Regions from separate parts of the Oryzias latipes genome. Here region 2 is linked to region 1. The links are chromatin contacts, called in public Hi-C maps. All regions are on one chromosome and are shown on one strand. The core of a region is the stretch at or near the end of the contact, and the rest is flanking DNA. Distances in the headings are between cores, read along the strand shown.

The links. Hi-C and Micro-C count contacts between places; a contact is called where the count stands out from the background.
Region 2: a Hi-C map of fibroblasts shows a contact between it and region 1, with 3 times the contacts expected there. The contact joins two enhancer-like sites. A contact is called at or near these places in 2 of 5 Hi-C or Micro-C datasets (embryo and fibroblasts).

What each region holds. Positions count from the first base shown.
Region 1 is chr11:1,050,740-1,055,887 of ASM223467v1, forward strand. All of the region lies in intron 3 of LOC105354996 (CD209 antigen-like protein A), which reads left to right. Among protein-coding and RNA genes, the nearest start is that of LOC110015837, 16 kb to the left of the region's middle. Within about 2 kb of position 1,677, at least 2 of the 8 cell types and tissues checked have an H3K27ac peak or open chromatin away from gene starts, as enhancers often do.
Region 2 is chr11:1,124,394-1,129,909 of ASM223467v1, forward strand. All of the region lies in intron 3 of LOC105354996 (CD209 antigen-like protein A), which reads left to right. LOC101160671 (tripartite motif-containing protein 46) reads right to left here. Exons shown (of 12, transcript XM_020706885.1): 10 at 3,306-3,535; 11 at 2,295-2,362; 12 at 466-1,637. The coding sequence ends at 1,199. Among protein-coding and RNA genes, the nearest start is that of LOC101160671, 12 kb to the right of the region's middle. Within about 2 kb of position 1,493, at least 3 of the 8 cell types and tissues checked have an H3K27ac peak or open chromatin away from gene starts, as enhancers often do.

The sequences.
Region 1 (5,148 bases), core at 427-2,926:
TCGGTACACTCGGCTTTTAGCTCGCGCTCTAGCAGAATCCCCGACGGGATCCGTATGGATCGGTGCAGCCAGAGGTTCAGGAGAGGTTCTGATCGGACCTGGCAGCTGTGTGGTCACCACATTATGGATCAGTTCCTGCTCCTATAAAGGGATAATGACTCCAATGGGGCCGGGGGCCGTCTGTGTGTTGATATGCTGAGTGACTCCTGTCTGTTTTCAGAAATGGATTGACCTCAGTTTGGGGTCAGCGGCGGCCTTTTTCATGGTCATGACTGCAGTCACAGACCCTGAAAAGCACTAATGTGATAGAAGCTTCTGGAAATCAGAACAGGAAATCTTCCACAGTAACGATTAACGAGCTTTGTCTGAACGAATGTCCTTCTGTAGACTTTTGTGAATCTGACCATATTACACAGTATTAGTATTAGCAGTATTTCAAGATTTTCAAAAGTACGGTGGCCCAGAAGGATCACAACACAACACTTTAGATTTTGCAACGTAGCATAAGATAACAAATACAAATTGTCACAACACTAACAAAAATTAACTAACAACACAACACAATAACTCACTAAGTGTTGTGAGTTATTGTGTTGTGAGTTTTGTGGTGTGACCCTTCTGGACCACCGTAGGTCCTGCTAAAACAATCTGTTCAGAATGACGGACTAAGAAATGTTAGTTCTTGTTTGTAGTCTCATATTTTCACATCCTGATCAGACGTTGGCGTGTAAAACACTTTCTGATTTCTGGATGGAACAACGTGATCAGGAGAAAATGTGTCCTTTTCACTGTAAACGTTCAGAGTGACTGAAGCCGCAGTAAGTCACAAAAACAGACTACAGATATTTGTTTCCAGTGTGTTTGTTGTTCTTCTTAACTTAGAGAACTTTTATTCAAACTCTTTAGGAAAGTCTGAACCTGAAGAAGAATTTGGTGGTTTTGATTAAAGTTCAACTAAAAATGTGTTTGCCAGTTTTTCAGTTTATTAAAAATACAACTTAACATTTTGTCCGTCAAAATGTTTTTTATCAAAATGATCATATTATTCCCAAACAAAAAATACTTTTTTAATTCTTTTCAACCAATGTTGTCGTCTCAGAGCGATGTGAGAAAACTAAAATGTTCTAGAACTAAAATATTCCTGCTTTTGCGACACAGATAAACGTGAATTTGGATGATGACGTGATCCAAAAAATACTCATGATCAGACTCTTTTGTGTTCTGGTCAAATAAGAGTACCTGAACAGGTAAACCTAAGCTCCGCCTCTTTCCTTTACGGCTGTTTCCTTTCCCGTAACGTGTTTGTGGCGTGTGTCACGTACCGAAGCTTCAGCTCTGAGCTGCTTCACCGTGTCGGGTCACTTCCTGCAGTGGAACCCGTTCATCAGACCGGGTCGGTCTCAGGTTCTGATCCCTGTTCTCTGTGGATGTTCATGGCAGACGCCACATGAAGGAGGGGTCTGCGTGAGCTCGCCGCAGGTCTGTTGGAGTCTGCAGGAGGCGAAAGGCCTTTTCAGAGAGTAACTCTGTAACACAGAAGCGGCAAAAGGGCAGCAGCTGCACAGAGAATGCAGGGCGCCGCCGCCACCGCCACCGCTGCTGCTGAGCTGCAGAGAGGGGCCCGCTTCAGCTCCGGGTCTTTGTTCCTCTTCCATGGGTTCTGCTTCACTCTGATGACAGGCCCATTGTCCGCGGTTCTAGAGGACCCGGAGCATTCAGGCCTGATGATAAAGAGTCCTTTCACTGCACTGAAGCCGAGGAGAAAGGATGGAAGGAGGGGAAGAAGCAGAGGAGGAAGTGTGGAAGGACGAAGGTCAGAGGGGCCGAGAAATCTGTGAACTCAAACAGAACCAAGTCTGACCCGTTCAGACTAGATTTGGGGGGAAAAGAAAAAAAATGAAGTCATGAGTGGTGCCGTGTAGCCGTAGGTCCAACCAGGCCCCGCCCATGCCGCCCGTGCTGCCCCCTGTTACCCCCTTTTTACATACATGTTGCTGCTGCTGCTGCTTATTATGTTAAGCAGGACCCCCAAACTGCTGGATAGGTTTTGACTGTAAAACAGGCGTGTCTGGTGTTCTCTGAAGTGAAATGTTGTCAAAAGAGCATTTTCCATTTACTGACCTTGTTTGTGCTTGACATGATGATTACGCTTAAGAATAAACGTCATTCATGTTCTGGAAATATTTCTCGGGGATCCTAGTTGGATGTTTGAGCAGCGCTCTCATCAGCGCTGGATTTGCACCACACTTGGCTGCTGTTCAGCAAAACTGCATTTGTAATTATGGAGATTTATTTGTTTGTTGTATCCATGCGACTGAACCAAACACGCCTCTTGTCGTCCAGAAAAAACCTGGAAAGGAGGAGAAAGACGGGACAGAAAAAGCAGCCAGTCTCACTGCTGACAGCCCCACGGCTTCTGGCTGCACCGGCAGGACTCGGCCTCCAGGTGGCCTCTGAGCTTTCTCCTCCACAGATTCCCCTCAGGTTAGAGGGCTGGAGGGTTTTTCAGCCGGGCACACAGCAACAGTCCAAGGGGCAAAGAGCAGGAAAGAACCAAAGACAGCCGGATGCAGAGGCTGCATCCAAAGGACTGTAATCCGGTCGCTCTTAAAAGCTAAAAACCGGAAATCAAAACCCCAAACCGGGAGACGTTAAAGCAGATTAAAGTGTAAACTTTGAGGCTTTAACATTCCCTCCTGGGAGTCTCATTAATCTTGGCTGAACGATAATCTAAAATTAGAGTCTGGATGTGATAACGGACTGTGTGGTCTATTTCTGGATCAGGCCGTGTGACGTGATGCTTCGCAGCAGAGGTGGTCGTGGTGATTTAATCTGTACTGAACCCGTCCAGAAAGCTCTGCGTCAAACCGCAGCAGCAGCAGCAGCAGCAAGGAAGACGTCCTGCATCCCAACTCAGATCCGGATCCTCCGAAAACAGTTCTGACAGAAGAGGAAAAGCTAAAGTTAATCAAGGCCGAGGATGCAGACTGTAAACAGAACCTAAACAAACAAACAAACAAACAGCATCTTTAGGTCTTTTGAACGCCTCCTAAGAGGCAGCAAGTGCAGCAGCGACTCACCTCAGAGGATTTCACCTAAAACGAGTCAGATGAGCGAGTGTGGCCGCTAACAGGAAGGTCAGTCGAGGGTTTACTGTCGGACAGGGCTTAGGCTAAATGAGCATCGGCATAAATCCACAAATGCTTCGAAAACAAGAAACTTTTGCCGCTCAGACGTGGACAGAAATACCGCTTTTGTGAATGGAGGGAAGACTGCACATCCATAGGTTACCATGGTAATTACAGCCGGGCCGGAGACAGGAAGGCAGGCCTGCGTCGGAGCGGAGCCGCAGGGAGGATTTGTTTTTCTGGGAGACATGGAGACGTGTTCAGGACTCCCATCCAGACAGCAAGAAAACAAGAAAACAAGAAAGATGAGCTGATGAGTGCGAGGAAGAGCAGATCAACCGCAGAGAGAGCTTCTGGACATGGACAGATGTACACTTCAGACACAAAAAACAACAAAAAGAATTTTTTTGAGAGTAGTGGAGTCTGCAAAGGAAGAGAAATGTGTCGTATTTGTTTAAGGCAGATTTGGAGAGATTTGGGGAATACAGACGGGGGAGGCACGGAGCAGCACCCGTAGGTAAAGTACAAATTTGGAACCACACGAGCTGACCACACGCTGAAAGACTGTAATTTGGACTTTCCCAGAATAGCCAGCAAAGCAAGGAGGGAGGAGGGGCGGAACAACATCAACTCTTTAGCAGCACGCAACGCTCGCAACAACAACACGTCCACAGAACACACGTCCCAAACATGCATCCCAGCACCTCTGCAGACATGGCTGCGTGTTTGCAGGGAGGGGTCGCCGGGACCCCTCCCTGCAAACACGCAGCCATGTCTGCAAAGGCTGCTGGGTCCCGGCGGGCTCCCCATGCTGCGTTGGGCTAAAGACTCCAGAACCAGATTTCCCTGCATGTTTAATCAAAGCATGATCTTCTGATGCTTCACTCACTTCCTGACTGTGAGAGCAGCCATGAAAATGTGAGCGCCACAGATTTATGGCACAATCCTGCAGTCGGGCCAGCTGGTACTTGGAGAACGCCAGCTGCCGTCGTCTGAGTTTGTGGCTTCATTGTTGTGCAGCTTTTTTAATAATTGTGTGTTTGATGAGTTTGAGTAAAATCCCAAATGTACATTTATTTTTCATTAAAAAAACAAAAAATCAAATAGAAAACGTTCTTGTCAACGATCCAAAATGACTAATGAATGCTTTAATTATTCAGGACTGCCCTAAGCGTCTAAACCCACCCCACCCCAACCTCTGCACAAACACGTGTGGAGGTTGGGGTGGGGGGGTTGAAGGTAACTGAAACAGAAAGCACAAACACAGGAACAATTCCTGTGTGTCTCATTTAGAAAAGGTTTATATTCCAGATGAAGCATTTACTGTTCCCCTCGTTTTATCCAAAACAGTTTAGGAATGGAAAAGAACAGCAGTGTGTTAAAGCCTCAGTCACATGCCCCCATGGGGGGTTTGACCCGTCGGGGTATGTGGGGGGGGGTCGTAGAGGGGAGTAGCTACAAAAGGCGTGTCATAAGGCGAGCGCAGGTGTGTCTTGCAGGACACACCTGCGCTCCAAGGGATGTCATGAAAATGGACTGTACCATTGTTGTGTGCATGGTAAGTGTATTGTGATGGATTCGTAAAGATAATGGAAGTTACACACACTAATGCGCTGTAGTACTCTAGTAAGGTGTGAGTACTGGCTCCTCACTGACTGCATGCAAAAGCTGCACACATGGGGGGTGCACGAGCTACATAAGTACATGTAGGATGTCCACTCTGACTGTCTCATTTCCTCATCTCTAACAGTCAGACTGCAGCTAGGAGCGCACGGATCACGTGAACAGCACTAATGGGCACCTTGTGCAGGATTTGGCGGTTTAAAAAAAAAAGAAAAATCTACCTGTGTCTCACCTACTTCCCCCTTATGTAAGTGCTCATTACGACCTGCCACCTGCAGATGTACGACCTTCTATGTTGTGCGGGTCACCTGTGGGGATCGAATGCATTGAATGCAGGTTCTTAGCACACAGTGTTCACACTGGACTGTGGCTGCTTGACACCAGAGCAGGTACGGTA
Region 2 (5,516 bases), core at 243-2,742, 73 kb after region 1:
AATAGGGAGGGGGACTCGACTTTAAAACATTTTAAAGGCATTTTCTTTCCCTATCAAATACATTTAACACATATAGTTTAGTCATTAAATCTTTCTCTAATAATTTGTCTATAAAATGTAGTCATTCCTGCCCTGCAGCCTGATTTACTGCATGGAAACGTCTGAACATGGAGTCGGAAATCAAAGCCGTAGTTAAGCTGAATGCAGATTTTTAGGAGAACAAATTTTAAGTTCTTAATTCATCTGGAACATCTTTGTTTCAGGTTGTGAATGAACACAAATACTGAATATACTAACTGTATGATAGTGGTCTTCAAAAAACATCCATCTTCTGAAAAGTGAATATATTTTGGAGTTTTAAACTGTGAGGAACACCGACGAGGTTTGTCTTGTGCTGCCCCCTGGTGGTGACTCTGACAAACACCAGAGACCGCAGATGAGCAACAGAACAGACGCAGAAGCCGCTTTTGTCACTGAAACCGTTAGAATTTATTCAGTTTCTTACTCTGCAGACATTGTGTCACTTTACTTGCTACTCTTTCTATCTGAAGAACTGCTCGTCAACGTACATTTAAGCAAAGCTTGAAATGAAAAAGGAGACAGAAGTTCTTTAGTCGGCGCTTACTCTGGGAATGAAACGCACACGTGAGGACGCACAAACATTAGAAATACCGAACAGGACAGTGGAGACAACACATCATAATCACATCATTCAATCAATGTTCCACTCTGTCTCTGGTCCTAATAAGAAAATGTTCTTGATACCTTAAATAAAGGTCCAGTTAAAAAATCTCTAGATTCACGGCCCAGAAACATCTATTTTTAGATCATAATAGCTTCAATAACTTCAGCCTTTAAATGCAATCAAACAGTTTGTGTTTTTACTCTCTGTATCTCTATGAGAAATGGCAATCATGATCACAGGACGGATAAAACTCAGACATGAACATCAGCTTTATAAATATATGCAGCATAAGCCTGACTATAGGTGCAAGCATCAACGATGAAACGACCACACACTCCTTAAGCAATAATCGATCCTGCAAATCTGCGTGTAACAAAAAAGAAGTAAGAAACATAATTACATTGCATATTTGTTGCTATAGAAACGTCTTATCCATGAAAATCAATTACAAAACAGAAAATGGCTGAGATGCAGACTCTCTCTCTCTGCAGTGGCGTTCCAGCCCCGCCCCCTTTAGGCGCTGTGGTTGGACACGCGGGGCTGGATGGTCACCCGTCTGACCGGAGTCTGGTCCGCGTTGCGGTTGGCCACCAGCTCCTGCAGCTGCAGGGCGCCCCCGCCGATGAAGCAGAACGCCGGGCACACGGGGCCGGAGCAATCCACGTGGCCCTCCCACAGGGGCCGCAGCGAGTGGGCGTCGTGGAAGGTCACGCGGCCCTTTTCGAAGTCGAGGCAGACGCCGAGCCGCGGCGGCAGAGGGTACGTGACGCCTTTGGGCGGGGAGGGGCCGTTGCTGTTGGGATCTCGGTTGGCGTTTCCATGGTTACTGTGGGGGTGGTTGCTGTGCTGAGGCAAGTAAATTTTGCCCATCCCCATGGTGAGGAAGCAGAACGGAGGCGCAGAGTCCAGCGCATCCTCCGCCCCGCTGTCATGGCCGCTGTCGGGGTCATACCTGCAGCAAAAAAACATCTCAATGCACAGATGATCCCAGCCCTGCAGGTCAGAGGTCACAGGTCAGCGACCTTTAACAACTGAAGACCAATTTCTCACCGACTAAAACCCTAAAAGAGTCGCAAAATCTGACTGAAAAAAACACTTAGGATAAATACAAATAAATTGTTTTCAGCATAAATAAATATTGAAATAGATTTTTGTTAATTGAAAATATTGCCATGATTTCCTTTCAAAATAAAAGACACCCTGCCACACAGGATGACCTCAATGAAGCAAATAGAGGCAGTGTGACATCAGCTGTGATTTACAAAAATTAAACTAAATTATGTTATTTACTAAACTGTTAGGCTTTTTGGTCCATCTAGAATCCAACGATCAAAAATTGATTAGAGCTAACTAAGTCAAGTCATTTAAGAATTTCAATGTACGGTTCAAATTCTTACATTTTGCGTAATAATAGACGTTCCACCTTAAGAATGGTTTTGTTTACTGATATGCTTTAATTTTCTGTGATGTACGGCTATTAAAAATCTGTGAAAATGTCCACCTTTGGTCAAATACAAAGACGCACCGCGTGGTGGATTGGTGGAGCATCATGGGTATTGAATAAATATAGAATAAATATACAGAATAAGATTAAATCCTCTCCACCCACCGTGGACTCGCCATGTCCTGTGGAAGGTGAAACCATTCCTGCAGCTTGGACTCCAGACCGACCCCCACCTGATCAACAGGAAAAAATACCAAAGTTTATCTGAAGCCTTTTTTTTTTACTATCAAATGTATTTGAAATAATTTACACAAATTCTGATAACATTTCTTAAGGTTAATTCCATAGATTTTTAACCCTAGTCATCAAAAATGACCTGATTCTGTCCAGCGTTGTCAGAGTAAAGACTCTGGAGTCTGTTAGTTGATGTTTGTTCCCTGATTTATGTCATGGAATTACTTTGGCTATTTTGATTTTTTTTGGAAATGTTTGAAAGGATAAATTACAAATGTAGGTTAGCGGGTCAAATATGGAATCTATTTCTATCACCATCATATTAATTCTGGTACGTCTGTAGATGTTTTTTGAGTTTTAGAATTTTTTCTTCTTCTACTGGTTTCAAACAGATAAAGTTTGGATTTCTCTTTATGTGGTGTTCAACAGTTTTTCTGATTTATTAGCACAGTTTACTTCGTCGGCTAACTTTGGCCCTATTTTTACTAAATATTCATTAAACTCCTTTGTCATATCCTGGATCTTGTTGCATATCTCATCTAAAGAGTCTGGGTAATTTGTTTTCTCTGTGTGTTTCCTAATGACACCGTTCAATACTTTGCAAATGTCTTTATTTGATTTATTTTTTCTATTGTTTCTGTGTAATAGTCTTTTGTGCATGTCCTCATAACACAGGTTTCTAATATTGTTATCATTCCACATCTTGTTTTATGTGGAGGAAGGACATTAAAATGATTGCTGGAGCTTTTTAAAGTTTACAGCCAAATTGTTCAGCAAAGAAATGTCCTAAAATCAGTAGAAAAAGTAGAAAAAAGTGTCATTACTGCCTGTGCCAATAGAGGGCGTCTTCCCTCCAGGTTTATGATCATTGAACAGTTTATGTTTGGGTTAATATTTTAATGTGGACGTCCTCCAGATTTAAATAAAGTTCCTGTGATTTACCTTCACAAGGTAGGATCCGGGTTCAACTGAGCATGCCCAGTAGTGCCTTCCTTGGGTGATGGCGACATCTCCCACCAGGAGGTCAGAGGTCAGATGACAGGAGGTGAGGGCGTGGTCGGCGGCCTGCAGCAGAGAAAGGCCGGGGACGCTGCGGGCGCCGCGCTGCTCCTTGCTGACCACCAGCCGGTCGGCGTGGAGACCCCAGCGAGAATCCAAGTAAAAGTTCAGAACTTAGATGAGAGTGCAGAGATGAGGCGGAAAAGAGAAGGAAAAAAAGATGTCAAGAGGATAAAAAAGACAGAAAGGCCTTCAGAAAATAGACTCTTAGAAGGACGGGGGGTTTTGGGGGGGCCACAGAAGGAAAGTTCACAGTTTTAGAGTCAGAAGCAGCAAGAAGAGCAGAAGGAAGAGCCGGCATGCACCTCCCCCCCCCCAGCAGCACTGGAAGAGAAAAGGACATATTGATCTGAACACTGATGACTCAGGGAGTAAAACACTGCAGGTACTGCAACAAAAGCTGCAGGGCTGCATGGGAAGTTGAGTTTTTATTGTGGAGGAAATACAGAGGGCAGGAAGCAGGAACGTAAACCGGTGGGCGGGGCACAAGGGACTCCCCCACCCAAACCAACGGTTTAGAAGAGGACAGAAGCCGAGTCTGAGCCATGCCGACGCGTCCCGGGTCCTCCCGAACCCGAGCGGTCATGGACAGACGGCTGCACGGCGGGGGGGGGTGAGGGGGGACTGGCAGGACGGATGAGAATCATGGCGCTTCTTACGTTCTGTGGGAGGCATGTAGGTTGGCAGCGTGGAAGTAGCAGAGTTGAAGATGACAAGTACAAAGCTGTGAAACGGAAATAAAACGTGAGATAAAGGCCAGGAAATGGGGGGGGGGGGCAGTGAGGAAGCAGAAATAACTGGAATCAAGACGAGAACGGAAAGAAAGAATGAAAAGAGCATCAATCCCAATGAGTCACAGGTGAGACGCTGAGCTACAGCTCCACTGTCGCTCCCTCAGTTCATGAAGTTTTGTTCAACAAAGTCTGATCTGTTTCCAAACTGTTCCCAGAGGACTTTTAATGAGGATTCTGCTGATTTTAGCGTGCCGCCCCCCTTTCCCATCACCCACAACTGAGAGCCCTTTGTTTCCATGCTCTCCCCCTAGCTTACACCCACTCACACTCCCAACCTCAGGCCGAATGTGATTATAGGGGCATTTGGAGGGGTAGGGCTGGCCAAAGCCGTTTGTTTTTGCCGAGCCCTCAGCCGCGGGGGGGTTTGGTGTGCCGCAGAGGAGAAGCGCTTTTCTTCACGCGCTGATGCAAAGACGTTTACATTTATATGTAACTAATGACGTTATAGAGTTCTAAAACCGTTTTCTCCAAGCGCTAACAGCTCTGCGCTAATGTAGCTGATCAGTGACAATTGATGACGTCATTGAGTGAGAGTAACGTCCAAATCCGTTTGGGGGGGCTAAATGTAGGAGTAGGGGAAACATTTGGATTCTTCCTAACATTAGTGGTGCAACAAAAATAGCAGCAACATCAGATCCATCCGTCCGTCCAGTTCTGATCCAGATTCCAGCTCAGACCAGGAAAACAAAGACGTTCATGGATCTATTGGTCTGCAGGTGCATGATCAGAAAGGGGCGGAGCCGGTAGCCTGTGGCTCCGCCCATTGTGGTTTACGTAACAACTAGTCTTTTTTTCCAACCAGTTCCTGGTTAATTTAAACACAGAAATACTTCAAAAATGCTATTTTAAGCTTTATGTTCTTTACAAATGTCCTCCATCATCAAAAAAGCCACAAATACATCTTGTAAAAAACAAAAACACAATTTTCCTTGGAGTGGGTCTTTACGATAAACAGTTTCAAGTTCAGATTTGATGATTTTCATCATCAGTTCCACGTTGACAGGTGGTCCATTCCCCGTGTTCATGAGGGTCTAGAGCCTTTTCTGCACTTTGTCTGGGTATTGTCGTGTTGCTGCCTTTTTGTTGAGTTTCTCCCTGTGTGAGTCGCCGTGTTGTCCTCGGTTTTGTTGTTCCTAATGGTTTGGGTTTTGCATTGACTGCTACTCTCTCGTTACAGTTATTACAGGGATGAGAACAGTTCAGGAGACCATTTCCGTTAAGAAGTCCATGTAAACACGCGTATATGTTTATGTTGTGATTTTATTGTGTTTTACTTTTGAATCTGTACAGTGTCTTTGTG